3 separate regions of the Mus musculus genome follow, and regions 2 and 3 are each linked to region 1. Evidence: chromatin contacts called from public Micro-C and promoter capture Hi-C data. All regions are on one chromosome and are shown on one strand. The core of a region is the stretch at or near the end of the contact, and the rest is flanking DNA. Distances in the headings are between cores, read along the strand shown. Region 1 holds the start of Ica1l (islet cell autoantigen 1-like). Region 2 holds the start of Ctla4 (cytotoxic T-lymphocyte-associated protein 4). Region 3 holds the start of Raph1 (Ras association (RalGDS/AF-6) and pleckstrin homology domains 1).

Region 1 (3,568 bases), core at 454-2,953:
TAAAAATTGGATCAACCAGGGAAGAGCTGTTAAAACCTGGACCTGGGGCTGTTGGAGAGATGGCTCAGAGGTTTAGAGCACTAACAGCTCTTCCAGAGGTCCTGAGTTCAAATCCCAGCAACCACATGCTGGGTGACAGCCATCTGTAATGAGATCTGATGTCCTCTTCTGGTGTTTCTGAGGAGAGCTACACTGTACTTATTTATTTTAATAAATCCTTTTTAAAAATTAAATAAATAAAAAAACCTGGAGCTGAAGGGGACTAGCAGTGATCCATCTAACACATTCTCAGCCAGGTCAGTGGGTTGCTTTCTAGCCCTGTCAGGAAGGGCAGTAGGTTCTGAAGTGGTTATGGGGCACCCAGAAGTTTCTGTCAGGTTTCTGGCTATTGGGAGGTAGAGATACTCCTGCAGGAGCTGCTGCGGCTACCTGTCAGGAGCTTTCCAGCTTCGATTACAGAGGCCTTTAATTCAAGGTCAGCAGTCCAGACTGCAGTTCACTCTTGCCATGGTTGTACTGTGGTCCTCCACACAAAGTTTTTGCCCATCTTTAGTCTTTTTCATTTTGCTCACCTGTTGCTTCGCTGACAGCTGGACTCATTCAATAGCTGTGACTACCACTCGCTCCTTGCCTGGGCTCCTCTCTGGAGCCTTAGAAAGAGCTGCGGCCCCACTGACCCATCTCAGTGTGACACAAGGAAGATCCGGAGAACTATAGTTGACCAATCATATCTGCTTCCTGCTAATTCATATTCCTCCAAGGATTTGGACTTTGAGGAGCAAGAGGAGCTATTTGACACTTTCCTAGAGGGGAAAATGTCCCAATATTGCATACAATTTCAAGTATTTGCCCATTATTTGAAATCCAAAATAGCTGTTGTAAGAATTTAAATTTATCTTAAAAGTTATAGTTCAAATCAGCCCTTTATAGAAGAAGTAGCTCTTTTTCTAGTCTAAAACTTAAAAACTTTACATACTACTTTGTAATTAATATTCTGTTTGGACCCCTTACTTCGTGTAGTTCTCCATGACCCCTCAGATGGTTATCCTAAGAGTTAAAGGGGGGGGTCGTTATCAGCCTATATATGTCATATATACAATTAATTCGTATGTTGTAAACCTTTAGGAAAGTTGAACTTGGACGTTAAAACTTGAAAAGGAAAGCACTTTGAGTTTATTATTCCTTACCAGTAATAATTTTCCATTAGCCTTATTTCCATTCCCACCCCCCCCCCCTTGGGGTTTTTTGGCTCGGACACCACTTTTGCTCTTGAAGTCAGTTATTAACAGTTGTCCCTCTTTAAACCTTTAAAGATGAGGGTGTGACGCCTCGCGTGAACACTTGCCTCGCGCCGAGCCCGAGTACTAAGTGGCAACTGAGGCGCAGAGGCAGCGAGGGGAAGGCAGGAGCCGGGAGACAAGGCCAAGCCGGTCTTCCACGCACCCACCTCGGCTGCCTCGGCTCAGTGAGGGTCCGGGACTCAGGGCCTGGCGCCCGTCACTTCTCACGAGCAAGCGACACCCAGGGCGCGCGGCCTCCGCGGGCGGAGAGAGGCGCCGGGGCGCGCAGAGCGGAGCCGAGCGGAGCCGCCGCGCGCAGGGCCGCGGGTTTAAATCTCCCGCCGCCGAGCCCCCCACCTCGGCGCACCGGCGCGGCGGGCGCGGGCTCGCGGGCTCGCGGGCGGCGGCTGGGCCGGTGCGCGGAAGAGCTCAGCGCGGCCCGAGCGGCGAGGAGCGGCGCGGCTCCGGCGGCGCGGTGAGGGTCCGGGGTCTGGCCCTCCGCTCCCTCAGGGCGGCGGGCGGCGGTGGCCAAACCTGGTTCCCATGACGACGGCGGGCGGGGGCGCGGGCCGCGCGCTCTCCGTGGGCCGGCCTCAGGCGGCGGCCTCGGCGGACCCGACCCGTCCGCGGCGGGGGCGTCTCCTGCGCTCCCTCCAGGGGAAGGAAGCCGCGGCCTGAGGCCGGCCTGGGCGCTCCCGATACGGGGCAGATGCTCACAGCCCTGCGTGCTTTCCTGCTGGCTGCCTATGTACGTCGCGCTTAATTTATTACTATTATTGTCCTGTTGTGGGATGTCTTCAGAACAGACCAATTGCGAGATGGACGTGGTGAGAACAGAACCTAAGCAAAGCTGCGGGTCGTGGTGATGTCGGAATGCATCACCTCGCGGGGGGTGTCGGTGCACAAAGCCTCCTCTCCCAGGTGGGGACCCCAGCATCACCGCACGGATTCGGCTGGGGAAAAGCAGGCCAGGTGTCTCTGACCACTGACCTCACCTGGGTGATGATGCAGGCAGCCGATACCTGATGCTCTAAGAAAAATGGAGACGGGAAAAACAATCCTGCTTGGCGTCCTACCCGTGAGCTGTGGGCTTGCCAGTAGTGTGTGTGAATCGGGGATGCCATATAATGTATGATCTTCATGCACAAAACACACAACCTGCTAGCAACTCTGGGTCGCTGAAATAGTTTGTGGGGAGATGATGTTTCCCTGCGGTTTGGGCTCTAAGTATTTAAGTATTGGATTATTTGATTCTGGCTTAAGCGAAGTTTTGTAAAGTAATATTGTAAATACATCAATATTTAGCAGCTACAGGTACCTCATTCTTTAATGGAAATTAATTATATCTTTCAGTTATACATTTACTGGCCAAGAAAACATCTCCTAATGGTGGATATATATATATTTTATATGACCAAAGTTAAAAAATCATCTTATATTATCAGTTCATAACATTACCAGTTTTCTTTGAACTTTCTGTACTTATTTTAATAATGTGAAATGGGTTGTACATGTAGGTATTAAAAATAGCAAAGCACTGTCTAATTACCAGCAATCCTAACTGCTAGAGAAATCATTATAAGCTTTAAAAAAAGATTTATCTATTTATTTCATGTATGTAGGTATACTGTCACTGTCGTCAGACACATCAGAAGTTGGCATCGGATGCCCATTACAGATGGTTGTAGCCACCATGTGGTTGCTGGGAATTGAACTCAGGACCGCTGGAAGAGCAGTCAGTACTCTTAACCACTGAGCCATCTCTCCAGCCCTAGAGAAATCATTATAATCTTAGAGTTAGAAGGGTGATGAGATCCCAGTTCAAAAAACAAAACTAAACATGAGACTGATGGGAAAAGCAGAAATCCATATTTTCATTGTAGATGTTTGTCATGAAAATTAAATTTATTCCAATGACTGAAGTAAGACCAAATATCAAAATGTGCAACATAATAGACTACATTGTTTTATACTAACAAACTCTGGTTTTCTGTAGTACATACACTGAGTAAAATCTTATTTTTAACTTCTTTAAATCTGTATTATTTATATTTTCTTTAGCAACAGAAGGGATGTGTAAAGGACTTTAAAATATTTCTGAAATTGGAGATTCTCTTTACGTGAAGTAACTTTTGTTACCGTTTTCCCATTGGTCATTTGGTCATTTTCATTTATCATTTACATTTTGCCTTTTTTTCCAGTTGGCTTTTTTTTTTTTTAAATCAGCTTACATTAAGTTTTACCTTTTTTCTGTAGTAAAACGTTCAGATTTCTGTTTAGGTCCAGTG
Region 2 (3,568 bases), core at 492-2,991, 870 kb before region 1:
TTCTTAATTTAAAAGATCTAGAGAGAGATGCTCAGGGTCCAGTAGATATGTACATCTCAAGGCACATAACAAGCCTGGTATTAGCCTTTCAAAAGTTTCTATTTCATCTGAAAAAACAGGGATTCGTACTTAAAAATCCATGGATAGTTAATGAAACAATTAAGGATTTTATGAAGAAAAAAAATAATAAAAAGACTCTTAGGCCAAAAAGCTGATAATTGTTTTCTTCCTTTCTCCCTTTCTCCCTTCCTCCCTCCCTCCCTCCCTCCTTCCTGTCCTCCTCCCTTCTCTCTTCTTTCTTTTTCCCTCCCTTCCTCCCTTCCTTCCTTCCTTCCTTTCTTCCTTCCTCTCTTCTCTCTTCCTTCCTCCCCTTTTCTTGTCTTTCTATCACTTTGCCTTTCTTTCTTCCTTCGACTTAAAACTATTCCATCTTTAAAATAATTAACTAATTTATTTTCCCTTTACTTACTACTTCTTCTATTCTTTGAGATTAATATAATTACATTATTTCTCCTTTCTCTCCTCCAAACCTTCTCATGTACCCCTCCTTGCTTTTCTTTCAAATTCATGGCCCCCCTTTTCATTATTTGTTGTGATATGCACAGACTATAGTTATAGTCATTCTTAATGAAACCTGCCCATTCTATATGTTATTTGCTTTTTGTTTTGAAGGCTGACCATATGTTATTGGATAGTCAGCTGGTGTGCTTTTCCCTTGGCAATTTCCTACTCTCCATATTCCTTGGCTTCCTGTAGTTATTGCTATAGTGCTGAAGCATCTTGGTCTTTCCCCATCCACTTGGGTATGTCTATTGTTATTCATGTCCTTATTCAGCTCAAGTTTAGGCAGTCGTGTTGGTGAGACTTTATGGGTGTACCATTTGACATCCTAAGAGACACAATCTCTCAGTAAACTCTATGTACCTTTGGCTCTCATAGTCTTTCTGCCCCCTCTTCTGCTATGTCCCCTAAGCCTTAGGTGTGATAATTTAAAGAACTAAGAGTGTCTCAAAATCTTAAAGTGAATGAGGAAAACTTCTTATTTATTTGAATTTAGGTAAGTTTTGGGGGTGGGATTGGGGGTAAGGAGAAAAACCTTAATGTTACTGTGATATCAAGATCAAATGTACTCACGATTTCAAATGCCCCCCTTAAATCTCTTAACTTTACAGGATTTTCTAGCAGTGACAAAGAACTTGTTCTCCCCCATATGGGACTTAAGGAACTCTCATGGTTCCTTAAGTCCCAGCTGAGATCCCAGCAAGCTGCTGTGGCTAGTCTCAGCTCCTTCGCTACTGCTAGACCTCCTATATTCTTCTTGGAACTTGTCTGTAGGAAGCTGTTAAACCAAAAAGTAGAGGGTTTGGCTTTAACTTCTGGCATTTCTATAAATCACTGTCCTCAGCTTCTGAAAGAAAAAAAAAAAACGAAACCCATGTAGGAAAAACACCTCCTCCACCTCCATGTTCCAGAAGTCTCCACTCACCTTCAGAGAAGACTGGGATGAAAAGAAGAGTGAGCAGGGCTACAAAAGGCCAAGTCCTAGAAGGCAGCTGCAGTTGAGCTTTGTACCTCCGGAGTCCAAGACAAGCCATGGCTGGGGGGCAAATGTGCTGAGGTCCTCAGGGAGCAGAGTAAAACCCAACAGGATCCAGAAGCCTTGAGATGTGTTTGAACCCACACAGACTCGGGGACTTTATATAGACAGCTTTGATCCAAGGTACGTGCTACATATGTGTAGTGCACACACAGGACACCTGAACAGAGAGCCTTTTTGTTTTGGTTTTACGAGAAAGGAAGCCGTGGGTTTAGCTGTTACGTCGTAAAGACGACCTCAAATATTCAAACTAAAACTGAACAAAACAAGCAAATCCATGGATGGAAAATGTACTCAACTTGAAACTGAAGCTTCGAGTCACCTCTGAGGACCTGGAGACGTGGAGTCTTGGAGAGTATAATTTCTGTAGTACAAGGAATCCCTAAATCCCAGTCCCAACTTTATCCAGTCATCTGGTCATCTTTAATCCCCCAGTACTCTTACTTAGCGTCCCATGGCCATCCCTCTTAGTCCTGGAGCTGATGTCTGAATTTCTCTTTGGAAGGCACCAAGAAAAATTGTGTCCTTCTATGAGCCCCTCAGTACACAAAAGGGTTTATTTTTGCCTAACTCCACTTAGTATTTTACTGAGAGAAAAATGCCAAAATCACAAGAAATGAAAGACACACACACATTTGTACATGCACATGCATGCACACATATGCACACACAAACACACACACACAAAACAGGGAAAGGGGCCTCTGGTTTTGTCCGTTGGGAAATAAACCAGATGCTTTTAAAACTGTAACAACGGCAAAATAAAGTTGTGGATGGCCCAGAGAAAGTCAATCCAAATGAAAAGACATTTAAAACCTCCACAGGAGGATGGGCTTTTAAAAAAAATAGTAAAAATTTTCAAAGGTAGAAACTTAAAACTTGGAGGCACAGCTCAGTGATAGAGACGTAGTTCATATACCTCAGCAATGAAGACACAGCTCAGAGGTATAGATGTAGCTCAGTGGTAGAATACTTGCCTAGTATGCAGTAGACCTGAGGTTCAATTCCCAGCACCACCAAAACTAAGGATATATATTACCAGAATTCTTAACCTAAGCTGTAAAGAAGGGCAAACATTCAATCATAAATACTATGGTATTTTTATAATATTAAAATTATTTAGAATGTTCAGTATTTAAAATATTTAAGTATTCTCTATATTAATGCATATTAGATAGTTAGGATAATTAATACACACATATTTGTAGTGCATTTTTAGAAGACTATACATTGAAGACTTCTCTTAAGTCTGGGAAGCTCTCATATAGTTCAAGGATGAGAGGGGTGTTCACTGCAGATCTATAACATGCTATGAATTGTGGGCACTTGGGATGGGATGATGGCAGGATAAAAAAACCTAGTTGGTTGCCTGGCATGGCAGAGGATGCCTTTAATAAGAGCTCTTGGAAGGCAGTGGCAAGTAGATGCTCCCTTGTTTCTGTGGTTTCCTGCCATCTCTGCACCCCATCAGAAGAGGCTCTGTAGAGTCGGGACTGTATGCTTCCTTTAGAGCCTGCCCACTAGCATGTGCTCACACAGGCCTTTCATTCTGCATGCCATTTCCCACCATGCTTCCTTCGGGTCCTATGACAATGACACAAGCTTCCTACGCTGTATTTGCTCCTTCTATTTTGTTGCCTCCTCTCCACATCCCCTAGCATTTAGCTGAGGTGTCAACACCCTAAGAAGCTGCTTGTGAAGTGTCTCTTTTCTAGATTCCCCTAGCACTGTAGAGAAGCCTCCAATCCCCAATTCGTGTGGCAAGAAGCAATAACAACCTAATGGCATTAATAAGGAGCCAGGAACCAGACTGGCACTAAAGACTTTAAGTGTGTGTGTGTGTGTGTGTGTGTGTGTGTGTGTGTGTGTGTGTGTATTCCTGTCCTGTTGGAGAGCCATGGCAGTGGCAATGGCAGGCAGTTATACTTACATCATAATCATGGCAGAATGGGAATGAGATAGATGATAGTG
Region 3 (3,568 bases), core at 702-3,201, 520 kb before region 1:
TAGACTCTAATTAAGTGAATAGATTATTTCATGGTTTAATGAGAACCTGCTTATTTTTCTCAATGGTAGAAAGTGACTGTTTTCTAAGATTCATCTTAACCAACCTAAGCACTTGTTGGGAAGAGCTGGCTGAGAGCTATCTAAAGAGCACTCAGGAGCCTATTTTGTAAGGAAGTTTCTGTAAAAGTGAGACTCTTCCTTGTAATGTGTTCAGTCTAGTAATAACATTTGACAACAATAGGTTATTTACTAGGTTTGGGCACCTAGGTATGCTTAATCTCAATAAACTTAGTCACAAGGGAATGAAGAGGCTCCAGATAACATTTGTATGCATTGCTGATTAAAAAATTCAAAGCATTTGTTATTTATACAAAGGTCTACAGTAGATACTGCATGGGGTATGAACTGAATATGATATGATATTCATTAAGAGAATATAGTGTGCTGAAATAATTACAGGTAACAAATGATGACTGAGTTCAACAGGGAAGAGAGGTCACAGGTACTGGACACTTCCACCATTTTTAGTTTATGAGATGATGTTATTTTACACGAGATTATTGAAGACCTACTAAATTTAAAATACAAAAAATGCACTTATTTCCTAAGTACAAGTATCTCAAGTGTGAAACAGACAATAATTGTATTGGACAGTTCTAAATACCAGTTTGAAACAGATTGTGCAGCAGTTTGGAAAAGACTACTAAAAGACTGAAACTACTTGGAACTCTTCAAGAATATCAGGAAGTAGAATGCAATTAGTCAAACTGGGATTTGATCCTACACTAGAGGAGTGAATACTCATTCTTAGAAAGATCGCCAGAATTTCGGAAATAGGTTATTTATGGGTTTTTTTTTTTTCCTTTTATTTTTTTGGTGAAAATTCAAGATACAGAAACAGTTAAAGAACAGACAAGAAGACATAGAAAAAAAAGAATGCTGGACGTTCAATGCAGCCAATTCCAGACCATAGCTCAATTTCTTCAATGCTAACAAAGTACATAGCCAAGCAAAGGTAATTTAATACTACTTTTCCTTTCCTTTGATCAACTTTACATGAAGGTCATAATAAGGACGTAAATCGAAAGAAATCTAAGTCTGCCTAAGTCAAAACTGCATTAAGATAAGCAGCATTTGAGTAATTTGGAGCTTGGAATCAAACCCAGTATTTTAAGTGTAGTACTCAGGGAATACAGCTCAGGGCTCAGGAAAGTTCGCCAACACCCTTGCTGAGAACAAATTCAATAAGGGAGAACAGAAACCAGGGACACAGATGAACAGGCTCTGACGTGAAAAAGGTAAAGATGAATGGAATAATGTCTGATCCCTGAAAGCTTTCCTTACACTGCACGAAACTGCAGAGTTTAAGCTAAAATGGGATTTCCTAGGGCAGTGCTCCCAGATTTCAACAATAGTAGGCGAGTGCCTGAGGAAGCCCAGGGTTGGTTCTGGAGACGACACATGCGGCAGGCAAAGGCTCCCAGCCCGGACAGGTCTGCTCGTCCGCCCTCAGTCTCCCAAGACCCTGGGACCCGAGTGATTGGGCAGGCTTCACGGGAAGGGCCACGGCGGGCGGGACCGCGGCGGGATTTTCCTCTCCGCTCATTCATTCTCTGATTCATTGGTTCCTGGAGGCGACTCACACGGACGCGCGCTGGAAAGGCAGGGCGCGGAGGACGGCCGCGGCTGGGTGCGGCCCGGCGCCTGAGGGGCGGCCGGTTGGGTGGGGGTGGGGGGTGCGGCTGTCCAGGCCGGGAGGGGCGCGCGCGTGCGCGCGTGCCGGGGAGCAGGAGAGGCGCGCGGCCGCCTGCGCCGGAAGTGAGCGGTGGCCGCGGCGGGGAGCGCGCGGTCAGGCGCAAGTCGGTCCGCCCTTGGGCCGCGCGGCCCTCAGCCCCGCCCAGTGTGCCGGGGCAGGACGCGCGGGCTCTGTGATCCGCGCCGCGGGGCTCTGCGGCCGCCCCGCCCAGTCCCCGCCGACGCCCGCTCTGTGGGTCGGTCAGTCAGTCGCCGAGCGCGCGCCGCGGGAGCTGCGGGCGCTCTCAGCGTTCGGGAGAGGAGCGTCGCCCCTGGAGAGGCGGCGGCGGCGGCGACTGGAGGCGCGAGCAGCTGCTGCCTAGCGCAGGGCTCCGGGAGGGCCGAGGGGCTGCCACGGTGAGTGCTCCGCCACCTGGCCCTCGAGGTCCGGGAAAGGAGAGGTCTGGGTGCCCGGGAGGCGCTGCCGTCTCCATTTGCCCGGCGCCCGGCGTGGCCCTCCGAGCGAGTGCGGACGGCTGCAGCCCGGGGCGCGGTCCTTGCCGGTCAGGCTCTCAGCGTTGGGCTGAGCCCCGCCAGGCGGCCTGCGGTGGGTAGGGGGTCGGCGGGGCCTGGGTTGCACCCCGCGCCCCTCGGGGCTGCACCGTGCAGACAATGAGACCTGGGGCCGCCTGGGGAGGTGCGGCAGGGCTGATACTCCGCACTAGGGCGCCGGTGGCCGGGGACCGCGGGTGGAAAGGGACTGGCTCCCGGTAGCCGCAGAAACCGATGGCTGGGTGCGGGATTGTTCTAGCTTCCATGCCCTGCCTGCTTTCATAGATGAGTTCACTGCAGAGATTTAGAAAGGCGGGGCGCCTTCTGTGTCTTCTAATTAAGCCGGCAAAGTAATTGCTCTAGTGCTTTTTAGCTCCATCTCATCTTTCCGCGTACATTCCCGCCGGAAATCCAAACTGCAATTCAGTGGAGGACGGCAGAAAGAGGGAAGGCTGCCTAATAGTGTTGGTTAGGTTGCCTTCGTTTTAAGACACCTGAAAGATACCCTTTTCCTATTCAGGGGTTGTCTTAGGCTGGCCCCCCTGTGTGAACTGGAAACTACTTGATCCTTATGTATCAGAGTGAAATAGGAGCTTTGGGAAATGGTATGAGTTGCATGTTTCCTGTGTGTTGCATTTCATACATTTTATGGGAAGAACAGTTTGGGTGGACGCTGCCTGCAGCATTTCTCATGGAGAAGTGGAGAGCCGCCCAAGTAGGTAAAGTCCTCCCTAAAGGAACTGTAAAGGTAGCGGGCTAGGGCTGAGGCATCATTCGATTATTAAACGGTGGTATTGTGTTCGTAAGAATATTGAAGTGAGCACACAGTCACAGAAACCTCCTCAGGTATAGTGGGAGACACTTCTACAACACTTGAGTGGTGGAAACAGTGCGTTAGAACAGAGTAAAGTCACATTCCATGCGCTAGAATAGGCTAGCAACGTGATAGTGGACAAGCAAGCCGATAACTATGCAGTAGTTCCCTGCCGGTAAGCAGCAGTACTCCACCTGTTTTCCTTTCTAGCCTGTTGTCAAGAAGATTGAATAAGAAAATGTATGCAAAATTGGTAGCCCCTTGCTTGTCTCTGAGATGCTCAGTACGTGTTAAATTCCTTTTCCTCCTGCTGAGGGCGGAGTGTCTCCTGAGAGGGAGGGTCAGAAGTGAATGTTGGCAACAGTGAGTTGTTGAGGCATGTGTAGCATAAGACAGCAAAGAAAAGGTTGATTCTACATTGAGAGGTCAGTGGGGGGGGGGGGGGGGGATCTGTAAGCTGCCAGTATA

What was found. Promoter capture Hi-C pulls out the DNA fragments that hold promoters and counts their contacts. A called contact is a pair of places that touch in the nucleus more often than the background predicts.
Region 2: a promoter capture Hi-C map of second pharyngeal arch cranial neural crest shows a contact between it and region 1, with 3 times the contacts expected there. The contact joins the promoter of Ctla4 here to the promoter of Ica1l in region 1. A contact is called at or near these places in 4 of 39 promoter capture datasets (hippocampal neurons, maxillary cranial neural crest, pre-B cells and 1 more), 2 of 115 datasets of contacts at active chromatin or transcription factors (large pre-B cells and memory CD8 T cells) and 1 of 9 other capture datasets (macrophages).
Region 3: a contact with region 1 is called in a Micro-C map of embryonic stem cells, with 4 times the contacts expected there. The contact joins the promoter of Raph1 here to the promoter of Ica1l in region 1. A contact is called at or near these places in 2 of 39 promoter capture datasets (cranial neural crest and maxillary cranial neural crest) and 1 of 484 Hi-C or Micro-C datasets (embryonic stem cells).

Annotation. Positions count from the first base shown.
Region 1 is chr1:60,041,257-60,044,824 of GRCm38.p6, reverse strand. It overlaps Ica1l (islet cell autoantigen 1-like), which reads left to right and starts at 1,703. Exons shown (of 11, transcript NM_027407.4): 1 at 1,703-2,028.
Region 2 is chr1:60,907,198-60,910,765 of GRCm38.p6, reverse strand. It overlaps Ctla4 (cytotoxic T-lymphocyte-associated protein 4), which reads right to left and starts at 1,741. Exons shown (of 4, transcript NM_009843.4): 1 at 1,487-1,741. The coding sequence starts at 1,595.
Region 3 is chr1:60,565,148-60,568,715 of GRCm38.p6, reverse strand. It overlaps Raph1 (Ras association (RalGDS/AF-6) and pleckstrin homology domains 1), which reads left to right and starts at 1,951. Exons shown (of 14, transcript NM_001045513.3): 1 at 1,951-2,151.